Linked DNA regions of Urocitellus parryii: region 1 is linked to region 2. The links are chromatin contacts, called in public Hi-C maps. All regions are on one chromosome and are shown on one strand. Each heading gives the region's core, a stretch centred on a gene start, on an enhancer-like site or on the middle of the called end of the contact. The rest is flanking DNA. Distances are from core to core; before and after follow the strand shown.

Region 1 (4,919 bases), core at 2,103-4,602, 180 kb after region 2:
TTTCAGCAACAGACAACAGTTCCTTTCTCTTTCCCCCTCCCCACCACGCAGTTGTTTCCTAGGCTAGATTATAAGGTCCTTGAGGTCAAGGAGAAGCCTTACTAACCGTTGTTTTCTACCAACTTGGGAATATAGGAAATTTGTTTTAAATATGTATTGGTAAATTGATAACTGAAATTCAGAGGATCCAGGCCACTGTGGGGAATCATCTGTGCAAAATCAAAAATTGAGAAAGGGTTATTTCCCTTAAACATTAGCAGTAGACAAAGATCCTGTCTAGAATTCTGCTACTCTGAAAAGGGTGGTATTGGGGGATAAAAGGTAGCCTGCCTGGGACACTGTGAGACATTTAATACTGACCCCAGCTTTGCCCAGATTGCTGATCCCAGATGACCCGGGCTGCAGAGCTGTGTCCCACACCCTCCATCAAAGAGATCGCAGCTGCGCTGGAAGTGCTGGGCAAAAATGAGGTCAGCTTTTTGTCAAAGCTGGTGCAATTCACAAGTGAGTTCAACTGGCTGGATTTACAGCAACTCTCAAGCCATCCACATTACTGAAATTGCACATACGAATCAACCTGCTGGGAAGAGAATTTGGGATAAATTGTGAACTTCAAAAAGTTTCTGCCTGGAAACCAAAGGGGTAACCATGGCAACTTGAGGCAGGTTGAACTCAGAGAGGGCTCTTCATCTTCAGCAGGGAGCCTGGTGCTCTCCGATTTGCCCGTCTGTGCACTGCACATTAATCCCTTTGTCTCTTTGCTTTCTTTGTCCAATAGAGACAGGACTAGCACAGGAATCTGGAGATGGGGCCCTCGGTTTCAGCTGTTTCCAGTTCCAGCGTCTCAGGGACAGCTGTTTGTTGTCTGCAAAACGGAAATAACAAACCTCCTCTGGCCTATTCACAGGGATGCAGAAAGACTAGGGGGGTTTGAGGGGATTCTCTGCATAATCAGTATTATTGTTGTCATGTGGCCATGTCCAGCCTGATTCAAACATGGTGCCACCAAGGGTGAGACTGTGGGTTGGAGCCCTCCCTAAACTCCTTTTTGTCACATGGAGAACAGCTGTCTCACAGATGACACCCACATCTTCCCCTGGCAGCTGCATCATAAAAGCATGCCTAGGGACACCAGAAGTATGGGTGAACCAATTCTCACCCCAGCTGGCCAACCCCTCCAGCAGAATGCCCTGCTGACCGGCTGGGGCTGGCTGCCTCACTACGTAGATGAAGGACCGCTGAGAAGCAAAGTGGTTCAACAAGGTGGCCCCCCCGTTTTGCCTGGCTGCATGCCGCTGCCCTGCATTCATCCAGCCCTGGACCTGTGAGGAAGACAGAGTGAGAGCCTGGCTGGCAAGATGGGAATGAGGGCGGAGGCTGGCGTCTGAGATGGCACTGCCATGTGAGGGCTGCTGTGGCACCTGCCTGCACCAGCTAACGGGGAGGTCTGGGAAGGACTATGATTGGCAATTCAGAGTGCACGGTTTTGACTCACTGGGTATCTTCCACAGGCCTTGGCTCAACAAGGGGATCTGCTTTGACAAAAGATCCCACACAGTATTCTGATTTGGGCTTCTGTTGCTGTAGCGGCCTCAACCACAAGCTCACCCCCACCCCCACCGTGGTTTTCCCCTTCCTTCCCCTGCCACCTTTCCTTGGTCTGCTTGCTGAGAGCTCTCGGGTGGGAACCTCCGTGTTTCTCTCTTTTCTGACCCTTTACTTCTAGAAACACAAAGCAGGCCTTGCTGAGGATCAGCAGCTGTCAAGATGCCTCTTATGAAATAAAAACCTACATCCCGAGAGACACAAAAATACTTACTATTTTCCTTATTCTCTAAAATTCCAGTATCCTTATAAGTAAAACTGAAAGCTAGCACTTATGGAGTGCCGACTGCATGCTGAGCCTGTTCTATGCACCTTACATGTTGCTGAGGATGCTGTGGCTTGCCACCCAGGACTCTGGCCACCAACTCCCAGTCTGATGTCCACTGTAGCTTTTTTTCCAGGAGTTGTTCTGGATAGAGGGAAGCTTAAATAAGCTTAAATCTTATTTAAGATTAGGCCATTTCTCCAGGCAGCTGCAGAGATGCAGGGGTACAAAGATGTGTCCCCTCCCTTCAGTGGAAAACCTAATGAAGGGTCAACTGAACCCCAGAGCACCCTCTGGGCCCAGCTGGGGGTTGCTGAAATGGCATGGCATTCACTCCTCCTCCCTCTCCCCAGCAAACCTCCTCAGCCTCTGCCTGAGCATGTTTTCTGGGGGAACGAAAACCAAGAATAAACCGGTGTAGTCCTCACAACAACCTTATGAAATAAGTGTACTGGTGTCTCATCTTAAAGACAAGGAAATTGAGGCATGGAAAGGTGAAGAAGTTTGCTCCAGGTCTCCCATCAGCAAATATCAGAGCCATGATTTGAAACCTGAAAATCTAGCTCTGGACCTGTACCCTTCACTTCACTTCAGCCTCTTAATAGCAATCCCCATAGGAACTGAGGGGCAGTGGGGGAGACTATAATTCTTTTATGGGAAGATGATAAGAGACAGAGCATTTATTACCTGTGTCTTGAGGATGGGGACCCTGAGCTAGCTTATTGATCCTGCTTAAACCCAGGGTCATTCAGTTACAGAGGTTCTGAGATTTTTTTTTCCCCTTCTCTTTCTCTTTATGGCAGTTGGAAAACCATGATGAAGCCCTGAATTAAGGCACCAACACTTAACTAACTGTAAAACTTTGAGCAGTTTAACTTCTCTGTGTCTAGTAAAAAGTGCCCCTACATATTTGCTATTTCCAATTCTGATTGGGCAACTCTGTAGCTTTTAGAGCTTCTGTTTCTTCATCTATAAAATGGGCAGGATGATGAGGAGGAGGATAATTTAACTGGCAGCTAACTGTACAGTCACGGGCGAGCTGCACCCTGTGCTCCTGTCCTTCAAGATTCAAGAGGCTCAGACATTTCTGCGTTCGCCCCCGTGTCGCCCTTCCCGACCCGCCACCTCCACACGAACCCTCCTGACACCGCCGTGTCAGTTTCCAGCTTTTACTAGAGGTCGCCGGGTTTTTCCCTACCATGCTGGGGCGGTGCGTCCCCCCTCCGCCTTCTCCCTGCAGCTCCTGGCTCGCCACGCTACATCCCGGGCAGGAGGGGGCAGCCCCGCTCGCCCGCCCGCCGCAGACCCCGTGTGTGCCAGTCTCGCCCTCCCACGTGGGGCCTCGGCCCCGCCTCCGCCCTCGCGGCGCCCAGCCACGCCCTCTGATTGGTCAGCGGCGCCCCGCCCCGCCCCACCCCGCCCCTCCGAGGGAATAAAAGCCCGGGCAGCCCGGCCAGGCGCATGCAGGCTGACAGACCCGGCCAGTGCAAGTGAAGGCCTCCGCTTGCCCCTCGCGAGTCCCCTGGAACCCGCCACCATCCTCCTCAGGACGTGCTGCCCAGCGCCTGCAACCATGTGTCGCACCCTGGCCACCTTCCCCACCACCTGTCTGGAGAGGTAAGAGGAGTTTGTCTAGCTACCGGGGGAAGGAGGCCAAGCCCCGCCAACTCTTAGGGAGCAGAGCGGCAGGCTTGGGGACTTGAGTGGACGGGGGAATGGGACTCTAGTGACTTGAGTGGCGAGCCAGAGGGCAACTTGATACCACCAACAGGGAGTAGGAAAAGCGAAGGGAAGCCGAGGCCCGTTGTGTGCTGCGTTGCGTTCCCCATTCTCTGACAAAGGGCGGTAAGCCTGCCCAAGATCTCTCTGCTGGATGACCACGTTGTCGCCTCCAGGCAGCACTGAGCCTGTCCCAGTTTCTTGTACACTTGGTTTTGATTGCACAGCGCAGGGATGGGCGCTGGACTTCTTTTACTTCTGGGAGGGCAGGGAAGTCTTACTCATGTCCCACCAGCGAGGGATGTGTGAACTTCCTAGAGAGCTATTATGCAGCTTCCATGGAATTGGTGTCTCAGGAAGGAAAAGTTAAAGATGAAGGCGGGAATCAATTTCCTCGCAGTTCCAGAAATTCTCCTGACAAGCTTAGGGGATGCTAAATGGCACAAAGATCTTACTTTTTAAGTAGGAAAAAACTCTATATGGGCAGGACTGTAAACCCAGAAAGAGTTGACCTACCAGGGCACAGTTCAGACATTGCTGCTGTTGCTTCAGGCTTGAAGATACTAAAAAGAGAAGCACAGTTTGGGCCCTGGGAACAGCCAAGCATTTCCAGGAGCTCTTGAGGCTGAAATTTGGGTGGCAGAGCTCTTCTGGGACCCCACAAACCTGTCTGTGCTGACTGGGTCAATGGAGAATCCTTTCATGCTCATGATTTGTCTTTCAGAGCCAAAGAATTCAAGACACGTCTGGGAATCTTTCTTCACAAATCAGAGCTGGGCTCTGATTCTGGGAATGTTGGCAAGTTCGAGTGGAGCAGTAAACACAACAAAGAGAGGTAAGTCCTGCCATCCAACCCAGGGCTCCTAGCAGGGAGGGAGCCTAAGAAGGAGAATACAAGAAGAAACTAGGACATGCTAGGGTGAACCTTGGCAACCCCTCCCTTAAGATGTTAATGGGACTTCTTATTGGTCTGGTGGCCACTTGACTCAGGGGAGAGTGGGTTGGTGGCTTTAGGCTTCTAAGTCTACCAACAGTTGACTGCACTCAGGTCATGAACAGTTACTAGATGCTCCCTTCTGGGAATTCACAGTACATATAGCTGGGGATAGGACAGGGTCCAGGGCCACTTGAAGTAGTTATTAATGACTCTACTTCCATTAGTGTGCACCTTGCCTAGAAACCCTTTCATACTAACATCAACTGGGCCAGGAGCTGCACTGGGCTCTGGGGTGATACAATTCCTATACAAGGCCCTTATTCCTTGTGGAGGTGTACACAACAAAGCTCTCAGAGTCAGGGAAATGGAAGCAATTTTGGAAGCTAAGAAACA
Region 2 (4,791 bases), core at 1,295-3,794:
GCAAGCACTCTATCAACTGAGCTAATCTCCAGCCCAACATAGGACTTAATTATGAACAAACTCATTCTGTCTGCTCATCTTATAACTGTGAACCTCATCTCCCTAAATGAGAATCAACTTCTGGACAGAGAGTCCTAGCTCAGGTGAACCCTTGAGAAACACTAATTGCTTCCGTGACAAGCCAACATACCTTTCCTTGTAAACTGACGTGTTCCCAGCAACACTAGCTCCCGACATCAAGCTTAAGCACTGCATGCAGTGCTCCTCTGTGCTGAAGAGCAATGAAGGAGAGCCTAGATTGAGCGACAGGATGCTAGGATTTCTCTGTCATTTCCTAGTTAAAACCTGAGACTAAAATTATGTTGGAAGTTTATAAAGATAAATATAATCACCTGATCCACAGGGAAAACACAAGACAAGAAATCACAAGATGGGGTTCTAGTCCTTGGGCCTCCTATGACCACCTTCATTACTATGGGCAGGTCACTTGGCCTCTGAACCTGGGAGGCCCCACGTATACCACAGGAATGTCAAGCATCACATGAGTGAGACACTTCTCCTGCTGTGTGTCTTCACCTGGCACTCCTACAAGCATATTATTAACTCAAGATACTCCAAGTGGGCCTACCAGTCGTCCTCTAAAAGCTTTTTCCCTCTGTTCCTTTTAGTAGAGGGATTAGAGGGCCAGCTCTGGAGTTGAACTTCATGGGTCCGCATCCTGGCAAACTTTGGCCTGTTACATGACCTCTCTGTGCTTAGTTACCCTTCTGTAAATGGGGATATGTTTCATAGGGTAGTTGAGAAATTAAATGTAACATGCTTGACAACAGTGCCAGGCACATAGCTAGTACATGTTCAGTGCCCTCCATGAAGTCTTGCCTGATGAACATAAAAAGATGGCACAGGTATTATGATTCCTTTCCCAGCACCATCTTCCCAGGTATACACATTCTGCTGGCATCTCCTCCTCAAGCCTCTCTATGCCTGTCTATTCAGGAACTGAGGCATTTCAGTTTTGCTATCTTTTCCCCTGGCAATTCTTTCTCTCCTTTACCGCCCTTCTCATGACTTATTTCTTGTTACTGCTTATCTAGACCAGTGGACATAACCCTTGGCCCATGGGGCCCATCAAAGTGCAACAAGGTTCAAATGATAGGAGTGCCCAGCACTTAAGCTGGCATCAAAAGTCTCCTAAATCAAACACTACTAGCAGGTTCAGGCTAAACAGACTTCTGGTTTCTGCTTAGGGCTGCATTTATTTCATACTTAGTAATCCTGATAGTCTCAGGATGTTCTGTCTTTAGTTGAAATAAATCAAATTAATTGCCACTTGAGTAGTTCAAAACATAGGGCTTGGAGAATACAGGTTAGGGACTGGGAACCACTCTCTTCTTCAAGCCACAGGGGCTGCCAGATGCATCCTCCAGGAGCTGGAACATTCCTGGGGCCAACTCCCTGGCCTGTCCCCACAGTCCAGTGCACCAGCCAAAACTGTATATTAACTGCTCCCTGTGGCTCCTCTTGGCCCTGGCCTGCTAGTCTTTGTTCCCAAGGTACTCCCACTGCAGTCCCCTCAGTTTAGCCACCTTTAAAAAACTCACTTTAAAAGCCAGTGAATTCCCTGGTCCTCCCAGCTGAAAATTATTTCTTAACCCTCAGAATTTCCTCCTAACACTTGCTTTTCATAAAAACCTCCTGACAGAGTTAGAAGCAGGAAAGTTTGGGTTCCTCTCCTCCACTGCCAGCCATCTGAGGGTAGGAAGAGCTTCAAAATTTTATCTTTGCAGAAAGCAATGCACTAAATAAAGAACACTTGCTGACTTAGTGAGGTGTTAAAATCCTATAGAAAAAGAAGGGGTACAAGAGCCCAATTTTAACACAGGATGAACAATATTTTCAAAATTCGAGTTTCAAAATACACCTTGGGATGTTATCCTTTCTTGATAGCTTTTATCAAGAGCAAATGGTAAAAATGTTCTCCAGCCCAAGGCTTAATGTGAATTTAGAATGTAATTATTAAAACACTGAAGTTTTTATTAAAAACTTACACCTGTATCCACAGATAAGAACTGCAAAGAACTCAAGTGGCTTAAGTCAAAATTCTCTAGAGAAAGGCAAAGTTAAAAAAAAAAAAACATAAAATTTTTAAAAGGGGAGGGGGAAAATCTAGCTTTGCCCAAGGAGAAGAAGAAGTAGAGACATTTGAAAAAAAGAAAAGGCAGAAATAGAACCAATTTTTCATGTGTAATCGTTAGAATCCCTTCGGCTCAAAGGCTAACTGATCATTTTGAGACAAGGATCCTCGGAGACCCGACTACGCGGTCCCTACCGAAGCCGGGGGAGTGACACTTGCCCGGGCCGGGAGGGTGTCGCATTCACACTCGCTCTGCTGCATTCCCCAGTGTATCTGCTTCCTTCTGGGCTCGGGTCGCGCGGTCTCACCGACCCCAGCGCCTGTTCCCCGCGCCTCTGGGCAGGAACGCGAGCGCCTCGTCTGCCTGCGCCCGCCGGTCCTCGCAGCGGAGCCGCGCACGACGCGCCTCGGTCCCGGGCGCCCAGGACGCGCTCTTTAAGTCGGCTGGCGCAGGACCACGTGCCGCGCTCGGGCGCCTGGGGATTGTAGTTCCACGGCCCCGCCCGCGGCGCGCCGCCCGAGCCGGAGTGGCCCTGAGTCGCCTCCTCCGCCGGGGTGACCTTAACTGTGCTCCGAAATGCGGTCGGCGCCAAGTCCGGTGCCCCGGGAGTCAAAGCCTCCGACCAGGGGCTGGGGGCGCGGAGCCCACGAAGCCTCTCCCTGCCCCTTCGGCGCCCGGCCCTTGCCGCTCGGTTCCTCGGTCTTAGCTTTTCTTCTCTGGCCCCGTTTCTGCCAGACCCGGTATTGGTGCCTCTGCGGTGTGAGGTCCGGGCTGCCTTTACCAAGCCTGGGGGACCCCGCTGCCCATCAGGCCTGGCTCTCTTCAGGCCCCGCCGCTGCCCCAGCCTGGCTCGCTCTCCTGGGCGAAGGAGATGGCGGATTTAGAAATGGCTTAGCTACTGATGCAGGAGGTTTTCTGGTGTATGCTGGAGAACAATTGGAAGAGTTTTGAAAGGGAAACGTTTTGTTTTGTATTTTTTTTAAAATAAAATGTCTGTACTTGTAGAAATGTCTAGAAGCGTTATTTGTTTGTGATGCAAATGCTACTGGCGATGGAACCCAAGCCCCCACACCCTTGCTAAACCACTGAGCTACATCTCAAGCTTTTTTTTTTTTTAAGATTATAATTATATATAATAGTGGGATTCATTACAATTTGATTAACCTCATTCCCCAGTATCTTCCAGTTAGGTAGAACTTGACACAGGCAGTCCCATTTTGAAACATTTCCTCCATCTTAGCAAGAGTCACTTCACGGTTACGCTGACTCAGCCTGACCTTAAAACCCAGACGATACTTCACCATCTTGCAAAGAAAGGAAATTAATGTATCTAGTACTGAATCCCGGAAAACACATGGTTCCACATGGGGCAGTGATCACCTCAAAGAAAGTGACCAAAAGGCACTTTCCTGACAACCCCTAGCAACCGACTAATCATAAAAATTCCCCCGGTCCTCATGCCCCTGTTATCTACTGTAAGTGGAAAAGGGTCCCAGTCTCTACTGGCCCTCATCCCCAGGTTTGTCCCAAATAAACCTGCTACTGTTGAGCCACGGCCCCTGTTATCTTCATTTGCTTCTTTCCGTACACTTCCCATTCCCTCATTTCCTCTCTTCCCCTGATCCACTTGCTCAACTGATCTCCCTTCTACTATTATTTTAATCGGTGCTTCATCAATATATATACAAGTGGGATTTATTGTGGTATATTTGTACATGGACATAACATATGTGGTTTTTTTTTTTTTCCTAAATACTCTTTTAATTAAAAAAAATTGAGATAGGGTCTTTCTAAATTTCTGAGGCTGATCTGCCCTGGAACTTGCAAGTCCACCTGGTGAAGGCATTCCTGCACCCGCTGTCTGACAGGGTCACAGCATGGGGGATGCTGTGGCAAGGCATACCATCTGGAAACTGGAACCATTAGGAATGTTAAGTGTTTTGTTTATGATAACTCATATGATAACAGGGCATACGTCATCAGTAATAAAAGTATGCATTGCCTGAGATTGCAGGAAAATTCTCAGAATGAGACTAAGGGTACAATGGAGACATGCCATGAGGTATGTTTCAATATCTCACAGGATACAAACAATGATGTTATTCCTCAAGCCTAAGCAATGAGAAATTTATCCCATGGTTAACAATTTATACCAGCCTCCCCCAACCTCATCCTAAAATCACATAGCCTAGCTACAGAAAAACAATTGCTGTGCCAACAGTACAAGGACCACCGTATGTAGCTTATGGTATCCCCTCGAGAACAAGAGACTAATAAAAATACATTCCCCAATCAATAGGCCCTCCTTTGCTTTTTGCAGAAACTTATGATGAAAATGGAAAATACATAGTTAATATAAATGACAAATGGGTTGAGGTGTAAAGCCTGCCCTTTAGTTGAAGATTACAAAGACATAAGAATTGGTGTGCTTTGACCAAGGATCAAGGAATTCTTTAAGAAGGCAGTTGAGGGGCTGGGGATGTGGCTCAAGCGGTAGCGCGCTCGCCTGGCATGCGCCTGGCATGCGTGCGGCCCGGGTTCAATCCTCAGCACCACATACCAACAAAGATGTTGTGTCCGCAGAGAACTAAAAAATAAAATATTAAAATTAAAAAAAAAAAAAAAAAGAAGGCAGTTGAGGCTGGGATGTAGCTCA

Evidence for each region. A called contact is a pair of places that touch in the nucleus more often than the background predicts.
Region 1: a contact with region 2 is called in a Hi-C map of liver, with 2.4 times the contacts expected there. The contact joins the promoter of Rgs16 here to the promoter of Npl in region 2. A contact is called at or near these places in 2 of 2 Hi-C or Micro-C datasets (liver and muscle).

What each region holds. Positions count from the first base shown.
Region 1 is chr9:132,350,993-132,355,911 of mUroPar1.hap1, forward strand. It overlaps Rgs16 (regulator of G protein signaling 16), which reads left to right and starts at 3,353. Exons shown (of 5, transcript XM_026392860.2): 1 at 3,353-3,487; 2 at 4,314-4,424. The coding sequence starts at 3,444.
Region 2 is chr9:132,171,092-132,175,882 of mUroPar1.hap1, forward strand. Npl (N-acetylneuraminate pyruvate lyase) reads right to left here and starts at 2,545. Exons shown (of 12, transcript XM_077802390.1): 1 at 2,330-2,545.